Linked DNA regions of Mus musculus: all the other regions are linked to region 2. The links are chromatin contacts, called in public ChIA-PET and Hi-C maps. All regions are on one chromosome and are shown on one strand. Each heading gives the region's core, a stretch centred on a gene start, on an enhancer-like site or on the middle of the called end of the contact. The rest is flanking DNA. Distances are from core to core; before and after follow the strand shown. Region 1 overlaps Atxn7l1 (ataxin 7-like 1). Region 2 holds the start of Nampt (nicotinamide phosphoribosyltransferase). Region 3 has its middle 88 kb from the start of Gm40375.

Evidence for each region. A called contact is a pair of places that touch in the nucleus more often than the background predicts. ChIA-PET counts read pairs in DNA pulled down with a chosen protein or histone mark.
Region 1: a contact with region 2 is called in an RNA polymerase II ChIA-PET map of effector CD8 T cells, with 12 read pairs. The contact joins the enhancer-like site here to the promoter of Nampt in region 2. A contact is called at or near these places in 6 of 39 promoter capture datasets (fetal liver, hippocampal neurons, liver and 2 more), 3 of 484 Hi-C or Micro-C datasets (CD8 T cells and the G1E-ER4 cell line), 3 of 115 datasets of contacts at active chromatin or transcription factors (effector CD8 T cells, memory CD8 T cells and microglia) and 2 of 9 other capture datasets (adipose tissue and liver).
Region 3: a contact with region 2 is called in a Hi-C map of group 2 innate lymphoid cells, with 2.1 times the contacts expected there. The contact joins the enhancer-like site here to the promoter of Nampt in region 2. A contact is called at or near these places in 1 of 39 promoter capture datasets (the HPC-7 cell line), 1 of 484 Hi-C or Micro-C datasets (group 2 innate lymphoid cells) and 1 of 115 datasets of contacts at active chromatin or transcription factors (forebrain).

The regions. Positions count from the first base shown.
Region 1 is chr12:33,158,823-33,162,015 of GRCm38.p6, forward strand. The region is part of intron 2 of Atxn7l1 (ataxin 7-like 1); the gene reads left to right. Among named protein-coding and RNA genes, the nearest start is that of F730043M19Rik, 13 kb to the left of the region's middle. Within about 2 kb of position 1,834, at least 62 of the 459 cell types and tissues checked have an H3K27ac peak or open chromatin away from gene starts, as enhancers often do. A contact at or near this core is called in CD8 T cells, the G1E-ER4 cell line, effector CD8 T cells and 2 more, where this site is marked.
Region 2 is chr12:32,818,680-32,822,150 of GRCm38.p6, forward strand. It overlaps Nampt (nicotinamide phosphoribosyltransferase), which reads left to right and starts at 1,656. Exons shown (of 11, transcript NM_021524.2): 1 at 1,656-1,947. The coding sequence starts at 1,891.
Region 3 is chr12:32,484,571-32,488,016 of GRCm38.p6, forward strand. It overlaps the pseudogene Gm17820. Among named protein-coding and RNA genes, the nearest start is that of Gm40375, 88 kb to the left of the region's middle. Within about 2 kb of position 1,866, at least 39 of the 459 cell types and tissues checked have an H3K27ac peak or open chromatin away from gene starts, as enhancers often do. A contact at or near this core is called in the HPC-7 cell line and group 2 innate lymphoid cells, where this site is marked.

The DNA of each region.
Region 1 (3,193 bases), core at 584-3,083, 340 kb after region 2:
CTTTGGCCTAGGATCCGAGCGCATCCCAGGCTAGCCACGACTACAGCTCAACACATTTGCAGGTGGCAGTGTCACGACACAGTGTCAAAAGGTTGAATATTCCTGCCTTAGACAGAAGAGATCCTGAGGGCTGTGGGAAGGCCGTGCTTTATCGTATGTGTGCTTTTATATCATGTGTGCCTCTTATTTGGGAGTGGTTCTGGCTTCTACTTCCCTGGTTTCCATCCTGGGCTAGCCTGTTCTCCATACCCCAGACTGATATACTAACTTAGTATTCAGTATTTCTGTCTCCCCCTTCTCTGCATACCACCTCAAAATTAATCTCCCCCAAATTAATATTTATCAGGTGTTCAATAAATGAATATTTTCCATTACTTCCCAGAAACTGCAGTTCTCCAGGTCCTGCACTCAGGCCCCACCTAGTCCAGCAGGTAGAGTGCGCCTCAGAGGAGTCTCGGGCAGCCATACTTGTTCCTCCTCTGTCTCTGCTTCCCTAGTCTCCTCCCTTGTGCTCATAGCCACCTTTTGTTTCAGGACCAGCTTTAGCCTGGAAATCTCTTCCCTGCATCTCGCATGGCAGGCTGTATGGCCTCTAGGTTCCCCGGGACACTGTGCTGCAGGCCGAATTCACAATGCATTGGGCCCTCAACTGTTTAATTCCTCCCACCGTTCCATGAGTGCCAGAAGTCAAACTTAGCTCATCAGGCGTGCATGACAAATGCCTTCCCCATGGGATCATCCTGTAGTGCCAGGAAGTTCCTCTTTTAGCATTCAGAGGTAACCCCCAGCCTGCATCTTCCCATTCAATGTCAACATTAAGGTTGCTCACACAGAAAAAGATGGTATGCCACCAGAGTCACCTGTGCACACACCATGTAGACGAAAACAGTGGCCTGTATTGTGCCTTGTTTCATTGTAAATGTATATATAAAATTTATAATTTACATATATATGAACACATACATTATACACACACATATATACATCATATACATATATATCACATACATATATATGTAACGTTTTAAAATGAGTTGCAGGCCTAATGGCATTTCACCTGTTTGTTACTCTGTCACATCCTGACTTGTTTTCTTGAGCTAACACATCCGAGTTTTCAGAGCTTCATCTTATAAAACCGTGCTATGCATTGCAGAGATGGGTTTCCTTCTGCAGTGAGCACCACACCTGTGTGGGGACTGCTCTGGCACTCGGTGAAATCCCCGTTCCACAGCAGGGAGTTTCTCAGGACCCCCTTAGCATCCATCAGTGGTGGCTGCCAGGATTCATCATTTCTTCACGGGGAGAAGGATGACCGCTTACAGATTCCATGCCTCTGACCTACTTTTTCCAGCCAGCATTCGTCAGTGAAGAAGGCACCATTCTTTTAGATTCCACTTAAAAGCTGGAGTGGGGGCTTTCCCTTTAATTACTAACTTTCAGACATTGGGTTTGAACACCACGATTCTTAAGCTGGCAAGACTGAGGATTGGTGTGCTGGCATTTCAAGATGTGTGTGTTGTGAAAATACAGTCATCGCGGAAGTTCAGAGACAGGGGACGCTCCAGGAAGAATGGTGCTAGGGGTTAGTAGAGCCCGAGTTTTAAAACATTATGAAGCATTACCCCACACACTCAGGGGACCCTCTGCTTTAATTTGAGGAAGGAAGAAGATAATTACACTTGCAATAAGCTGGTTCTTACCTTCCGATTGGAGAATTTAGGCTGGCTTAGGTGAGCCACTGAGGCAAATTGCAGACTCGGGTGAATGGGACTCCTGTGTGTTAGGAAGCCAGGGTGCTTCCTGTAACCCTGACTCATCAGGAAACCGCTGAGCACCCAGGAAGTGGGTGACACGGGGCTGGGTCCTTTGTGGGGTACGAGGGGGAAGCCTCGGCCACTACCCTCAGGAACTCACCATGCAGCTCACTGGGGTCCCTGACACTGCACAGAGGATGGAGTGGGGTTCAAGATTCCCAGTGATAAGAAGAGGAAAAGACTTCAGTTTATGGTCAGCAAGACCTTTAAGGGCAGGGCTGCTTGGCTGTGGCTCTGCGTGGAACACAGTAAAGGGTATGTTGTAGAAGCCAAGTTCTTGTAGGTAGGTAGGAAGGAAAGAAGGAAGGAAGGGAGGGAGGAAGGGAGGACACTTTAGATAGAAACAGCAGAAATGGCTAGGATGTGGAGAGTCCGTGTTCCAGGGAAGAGTTACGAAGGCCTTTGGAGAGCTGTGAGTTCCCCAGGAAGCTGCTGTTGGGAAAAAGAAGGCATGGTGAAATTCATCAGGACCAAAGGGAAACCACAGCTTCATCCATGGGATGGACCACTGCAGGCTTGCATGGGCACTGCACAGAAGCACATCCCTTGGTTCAGAAATTATTATATACATCTTGCCTTTTCTATTTGGGGTCCTAGGGGCAGATCTCCCTCCCCTCCCCTCCCCTTCCCTCCCCTCCCCTCCCCTCCCCTCCCCTCCCCTCCCCTCCCCTCCCCTCCCCTCCCCTCTCCTCCCCTCCCCTCTCTCTTATTTATATATATATATATATATACACACACACATGCACACACTTAAAGAGTTTTACAATTACCCGACTGCTACCAGTGTTATTATAAGGAACCTATTCTAAAATATTGCTAATTACAAATTTTACTGATAAAATGATGCAGAGTATACAATTTATGAATAATAAAATATCTTAAAGTTTTATCCCATCCAGTGGTTTGTTTCTGAATTCTCATCCCTGCATGTCAAGCTCTCAGTGTAGAATCCAAGCTGAGGTTAGTTACTGTCCTCTTAACAAGTGCACAGTACACGTACAGTGTGAACAACTTGGACAGTAGTCAGCAACACAGCCCACTGGCACTATCTTACCTGAAACCTGTTTTTATACATGGAAGTTATCGTACATCTTTGGATATAGGTAGTTGTTGGGCTGCTTGCTTAGCATGCAGAGATCCCTAGGTTAAGTCGCCAGCAAAGAATAAAAAAACCAGGCATGGTGGCACATACCTGAAATTCTAGCACTTGGGAGGCAGAGAGGCAGAGAGGCAGAGGCAGAGGAGGATCATAAGTTCAAGGCTAGCCTGGGCTACGTATTAAGTTTGAGGCCAGCCTGGGCAGCTATATGAGGCTGTGTCAAGAAGGGGAGGGGTTACTGCAGTAGAGCCCTGCTTGTTCATTTAGGTATCGTCTGGGA
Region 2 (3,471 bases), core at 406-2,905:
TCCAATAGCTGACTGTGAGCATCCACTTCTGTGTTTGCTAGGCCCCGGCATAGTCTCACAAGAGACAGCTATATCTGAGACCCCAACTCTTAAAAGTTGATCTGCTTCCTTCTAGTCAGTCCACACTAGCATATAGCCCTTTGCGGGAGAGGGGCTTTTAAGAACTCTAAGAACTTCAATAGTCACCTTTTCCTCTAAAGATTGCTGTGGGATTAAGCCAGTAATATTCCTGCAGACCCTACTCTTGAACTTATCTAGCAATGTCAGTATGCTTACAATGTTAGCATTTTTACATTTTGGGCTTTTTCATTTTTATACAGGGAAAAAAACTGAAAGATTGCAAGATCAAATTTTGTTTTTAGAAAACACTACCGTGAACAAAGACTACTTTGTAATTAGAATCTTATCCCCACCCCCACCTCCACCCCCCACCCACCCCCCACCCCCCGCATAAAACAGCCTAAAATGGCGGTCAATTGTAGATGAATGGATGCTGTAGCTGAGCTCTTGGATCCTTTGAAAGCTGTTTGACTTTTCCTGGAGAAAAGTCTCAACAGTCCTTTGTGTCTTAAGGGGAAGGTTAAATTGAACCCTCTCAGACGATGAAGGGACAAGACCAAACTGAATCTAACATTGTTGAGAAGTCAAAGGCAAAAGGAAGCTACTAACTTGATGCAGTCTGTGCCAGTTTAGTTATACCGATTTCCCCCTGCTACTTGTATTCCATAAAAACAAAACAACAACAAAGCCTAAATCTTAGAATTCTTAAATGCTATTAAACATGCAAAGGGAATTTTAGTTCTATGCAAAACAAATTTGCAACTCTGTATGTGAAAACTGAACAAGAGGACAGGCTCATGGAAGTTGGGTGACGTCATCAGACGTCACTTCGCTTATTTGGGAGGTTACTAGCTCTTTCCCCCACGATTTAATGATTTAAAGGAAAACAAAAAACCAAAAAACAGATCCACTGTATAAGACTTGGCTGTATGCCTTTTACTTCCCAACAATATTAGATTCAATTTGGTCTTGTCCCTACATTGTCTGAGAGGGTTGAATTTAACCTTTCCCTAAGACGCAAAGGCTTTTCTCCAGGAAAAGTCAGCCTTCAAAGGATCAAAGAGCTCAGCTACAGACTGAGCGCGGAGAAAAGCAAGTCCACGCGCCAGGGCAACTCAGACCGCAAGCAGCTCCTCTGATTTTAAAGGAAAATCTAGAGGATCGGAATCCACAAGACGGATGGGGACCAAAGATTCCATCCATCGTCCAAGCGGGAGACAAAGGTAATTCAGCGCGTGCGGGAACAGGGAGACGACAGTGGGTGGCTCCTTGGCCTTAGCTGGTGGCGTGACTCCAACAAGACTCTCAGGACGAGCAGGGACTGGGTAGGACAAGAGGAAGGTCCGGGTTGGGGCGGGCAAAGAGACTCCCGGCAGGAGGGGCGAGGCTGGGAACGCCAAGCCACGCCCCTGCATCAGACCACGCCCCTCAGAGGCAGGCGCCCAGGTCACGCGCTGGGGTGACGGTCGGCTTTAGGCCCGGGGCGGGCGCAGCTGAGGCAGAGCGCGTGCCTCACGTCCTCCTCAGTCCCCCCCGCCCCTGCGCTGCGCACGCGCAGCCGTGCCCCGCCCCTTGTCCCCGGGATGGGCGGGGCGCGGAGCCGCCGGGAAAGCCGCCGGAGCGCGCTGGGCAGGGGAGCGCGCTAGCCTCCACCGCCGCGTCACGGACCTGCCCGCCCTCCCGGCCCCTCCCCGCGCTCCGTTCCCTGCTCTCCCGCCCCCCTGCGAGCGAGCGGTGACTTAAGCAACGGAGCGCAGCGAAGCCCATTTTTCTCCTTGCTCGCAGCCGCGCCGGGCAGCTCGTGGCGCGGCGTCTCCGCTCCGGCCCGAGATGAATGCTGCGGCAGAAGCCGAGTTCAACATCCTGCTGGCCACCGACTCGTACAAGGTGGAGTTGCGATGGGGGGGGGGGGGGGTCTCCGGGCCCGGGGCGGCGGGAGCCGGCGCGGCGGGATGGGGCAGGTGGAGGAGCCGCAACGCGGTGGCTGAAGGATGGAGGCGCGGGCCGGAGGCGGGGCCTACGCCGCGGCGGGGGCGCGGCCGGAGGCTCGGCGGGATGGGCGCACGCTGCAGCTACCGTAGCCGCCGGCGGCCTTGGCTCTGGGACAGGGAGGACTGGATGAGACCGTGGGACGATCGGGCCGGTTAGGTAACAGCCCCTGGCTCGGCAGGTACGGTCCTGCCCCGGGGAGCTCGGGGAGAGGTCCTGGCGGTGTGCCCCTCACCCAGCCAGTGGTCCCAGCGCGGAGGATAACCCGGCCCCGGGAGCCGCGTCTGATTCAGCTGTCCCACTCGGTGGGGTTGCATTTCCAACTCCCTTGCACCTAGGGATCATTCACGTGCCTGCCCCCTGGTTGCAGAGGCCAGTGTGCTCTGGCTCTCCAGGATCAACTACGTGATTTCTGTGAAATGGAAAGTGAAACACCAAGAGTTAAAGGAACTGGAGTTATAACCCTGGAGAATTTGTGGGGAGAGTAAAATGGCACATTGCTTTAAGGTGCCTATTGAGTTGACTCTTGCACTAATTCCATTTGATATGCACCTTAGCCAAGAGAGGAATGATGAAGAAATGCCCGCCCGCCCCCCCCCCCCATACACACTGTGAAATGAACTGCACTGATCTTCAGTTAAGTTTGTTAGCCAAGACGCTTAAAAGATAAAATGTCAGACTAGTAGGACCCTCGCGAGAACAGATTAAATTTTAGCTTTCAAGTTTAGTATTTACTTGAACATCGTGATGGTTTTGAGTAGCGATTTAGGCGTAGTACTCTCGTGGTTTTGTTTTGGTTCTTTGCTTTTTACTTTTTGTAGCCCTGTAATCTGAATGTTTCAGAGTCCCATTTGCTTACATACTAGTTTGTCCTTTTTTTTTTTTTTTTTTTTTTTTTGGTAAACTATTGTAAGTAAGTAATTTTTCATTTTAAAGGGTCCAAGATTTATCAACAGGTGGTCTTTCGCATGGAATTTCATTTTACTTCATTTTAGTTTTTTGAGGCAGAGTTTCTGTGTAGCAGCCCTGGCTGTCCTAGAACCTGCCTTGTAGACCAGGCTGGCCTTGAACTCAGAGAGCTGCCTGCCTCTGCCTCCTAAGTCATGGAATTAAAGGTGTGTGCCTCCACATCCTACTTCAGATGGGATTTTAAAGTGGAAATCACCTTTTCAAGATTATTACCATTTCTGTTGTGGTACTGGAGGCTCTAAAATCTCTGCATGATGTAGTTCAGTTGAAGTGTTTTGGGTATTCTTAGTGATTTTAGAAAAGCCTCATTTTGTAAAAGTAAAATATCAGTAAATATCCCAAGATAATTTTCAGATATTTTACTGTATTATGTGTAAACGATTGAACGTAAAGGGAAATATAAACAGACTTAAAAGTCCAGGCTTAGGAGGGCACATAATTATTTTAATCCCA
Region 3 (3,446 bases), core at 616-3,115, 330 kb before region 2:
TAAAATATAAGGTTCTCAGTTAAATGTGAATTTCAGAGAATAAGACATGTATATACATAGATATGATGAATGATCGATTAGTTTTGTTGTCACTGTGATGAAATAGCTGAGAAAAGGGAGGGTTCCTTTGGCTTATAGTTCTACCACACATCCATTTTTGAAGGGAAGGGATCAAGAGAGCAGGAGCTTAAAGCAGCTGGTCACATCGAACCCACAGCTTAGGGTGCTCTATCCCTAAGGGTAGATTATCCCATCTCAATTAACCCAATCAAGATGGAAAGCCATCTTCCAGGTAATTATAGATAATATGAAGTATATAACTGATATTAACCATCACATGAATGAGTATGTGTAACTGTATGTTTGTGTGTTAGTACTGGTGCTTGAACCCAGGGCCATGAATATTTGAGGGAAACACTATGTTCTTGAACTCCCTGCAAAGAATTAAATATAGTTTTTAAATGTAAGTGTACCTCATTCAATATTAAGGAGATATTTCTACTAGTTTAGCACATTCATGGCCTTGAGTTCTATCTGTAACACTCAAATATTAGGGTGGTAAGGAGCAAAGCGGGAACCAGGATTCATGATAAAGCTGCCACAGGCCACAGAGGATCCTTGGCCATGCATTCTGAAAAATAGAGGGTCCATGCTGAAATCATGAAGATTGTATTTGTCTGCTGGAACATGGACAGAAGATAAAATAGTAAGGACTAAAGGCTGAAGGTAGAGTTCAGGGTATATGCACTTAGCATGTGTGAGGCCCTGGGTTCAGTCCCAAAGAGATGAAGCAGTGGGAAAAGGAGGAGGAGGAGGAAGAGGAAGAAGAGAAGGAGGAAGAAAAAGAAGAAGAAAGGAGAAAGAAAGAAGAAAAGAAGAAAGACTCAGACTATGTTCGTAGTGTCATAACTTCCTGTTGTGGATAGTCCTGGGGCTAATTGTAATTGATGTTAATTCTGTTTTCCCATGAGGGGTTTCCAAGAAGGAATGAGTCAGCACTCAGATGATTTCCTGTAAATCTGCTCCCACCTTAATTTATAAATAAATGCTAGAGCTGGGCAGAGAAAGAGGGGAAGGTGGAGCTGAAGGTTTTGGAAGAGAAGGAGAGAAAGTGAGAATGACAGAGGAGGAAGAAGGAAAGTGGAATAGAAGCACCTGGCCTGGAGAAGCTGCAAGTTCTAAGGGATCTCTTCTATGGGGAAGATGGTAGTGTAATGGTAGATCTGCCCAATCTAGGCACTATATAGCATGCATTCATATTAATTGAGTTGTGTTTTCATTGCCCGGGCTTATTTGTGTTGGATATTTACTACAACAACTTCCTTTATATAACAAATGATTTATACTGTTAGTATTTCCTAACATATTTATTAATTTTGTGTGTTGGAGGGGCATATACATAGTTCTTTTCTTCCCTGCGTTTGGGTCCTGGGCATTGAACTTGAGTCACTAGGCTTGATGGCAAGTGTCTTTATTTTTTGAACCATATTGCCATCCCCTATGGAATTAAATTTGAACAGCCACTCTAACCTAAATTGGGTAATTCTAGGAATAAACATTAGTTTGCAGGCTGTATTTTCTCATCTGGTCCCCTTACCATCGTGAACGCCAGAAAATATCTAAATGCCTTTATGTCACAGTATATGTAGGCAGGCTCCAGACATACTCACTCTGAGTCTTTAACAAGAATTATACTCATATACATATTTTCGTACATTAACATTTGGGAGGTTGGTCTATCATTGTATGTTTCACTTCAGGAAGTCAGTTCGAGTTGTTCTCAGTTTTGTTCACCAAAGCTGCTTGTAGAAAGTGGCAGAGATTGAGTGGGGCTTTGAGGATGAGCCAGCTGTAATTTCCTCCTTAAGGCCCGAGTCATGGTTGGAGTGAGTCCAGTTCCTGTTTCCATGTTTTCTTTATTGTTAAGAGAGGCCCCTTTCTAACTGGACTTTTCTCAGCAGTTTCAGGAGATTGATTTGGCTTTTACCAGGAGTAATTAAGACATTTTTAATTCGAGTTGCTGACATCCTGGAGTTAGGTTTCAGGGTAATACAATGCAGATCAGAGACAGTTAGTGAAGTCCATTCCTCTGGTGGTGATGGTACAAGTATCTTTCTTTTGTCAATACTCTGTGTCTTTTTTAATTTCACAGTGAGCAGATCTTTAACTGTTATATGCATGGGTCCATCTTTCTTTAATGGATCAACTTGAAGTGCTTTAGTGGTACCAGATTTTCTGAGCAGCAAAGGTGCTAAGAGTGGTGGAGATGGAGGAAGGGGGAAGGAGGAGGAGGGGAAGGAGGAGGAGGGGTAGGAGGAGGAGACTGCGGCAGAGTGGGAGGATGACTGGCTGGCTGTGTGGGAGGAAGTGTGGTTGTTGGAGCACAGGCAGGCACAGTTATAAGTTTATCACTCAGGCAACACGTGTGGCAACAACTTGAACAAGATGAGTTTTCTGAGATACTCTTTGGGTTTTTTTGAAGCTTGCACAATTCACTTTTCAAAACACACAGTTGTTGTTTTAGACTGTGAAGTTCTCTGTGGTAGACTGTATCTTTCAATACTTCTAAACTCCAGCTGGGCTACACAGGTCTGACTGCAACTGTATATGCACCATGCTCTATTTGTCCAAAGGTTTATTGCATCTTTGATGTTAGGAAAGCTAAAGTTCTAAAGTTCCAAGATGATCATAGTCAGTTTCTACTTTGGGGAATAACCACTCTTTCTGGTATGGGTGGTGAAGGAGGGGGTGTCAGTAACTTAGGGAGGACCTAAGGGGCTTCTTTCTTCTTAAACACTCATTTGGTTTTGGCTTTTAGCTTTCTTCTTCACTGTTTGAACTTGGGCATGATTTTAGTCTAAGAGCCTGGGGATTAGATGTCAGACCTAAGCCTCTTCCACGCCATAAAGAAAACCTAATATCCACATTTTGAATGTAGCCTGAGGCAACCATCTCATGGTTAACCCATCTTTGTTCTTTCCCAAAGGATGAGCATGATAAGCCTTCTCAACCCAGCCTTCTAGCTTTTAGTTTCTAGAGGATGGTGACACTACCGACCTTCAATAAATTAATCCCATTTTAATCTCATATCAAGAGTCTTAAGTCAGCCTAAGTGTCCTGATGCACGTTATATTTTTCCCCTGCAGCTTTAAATACACATTTATGTCATCTCTTAGACTAAAATCATGCCCAAGTTCAAACAGTGAAGAAGAAAGCCCAGGACTCCCCCTCTACCTCTCATTGCCATTACCTCATCTATCATTCTTCAGAAAGCCTCTCTAGTCACACAGTGCAGTGCAGAGTTACAACCAGTCACCCCCTGTCTGTGCCCTAATATAAAACCTTTACCTTCCCTTTATCTATAACTCTTATGCTTTTATGCCCCCCTCTATGGGGCCCAACCTTTCTGCAGAACAGGGGTTGCTCACTCTCCTAATTTCTAGAGT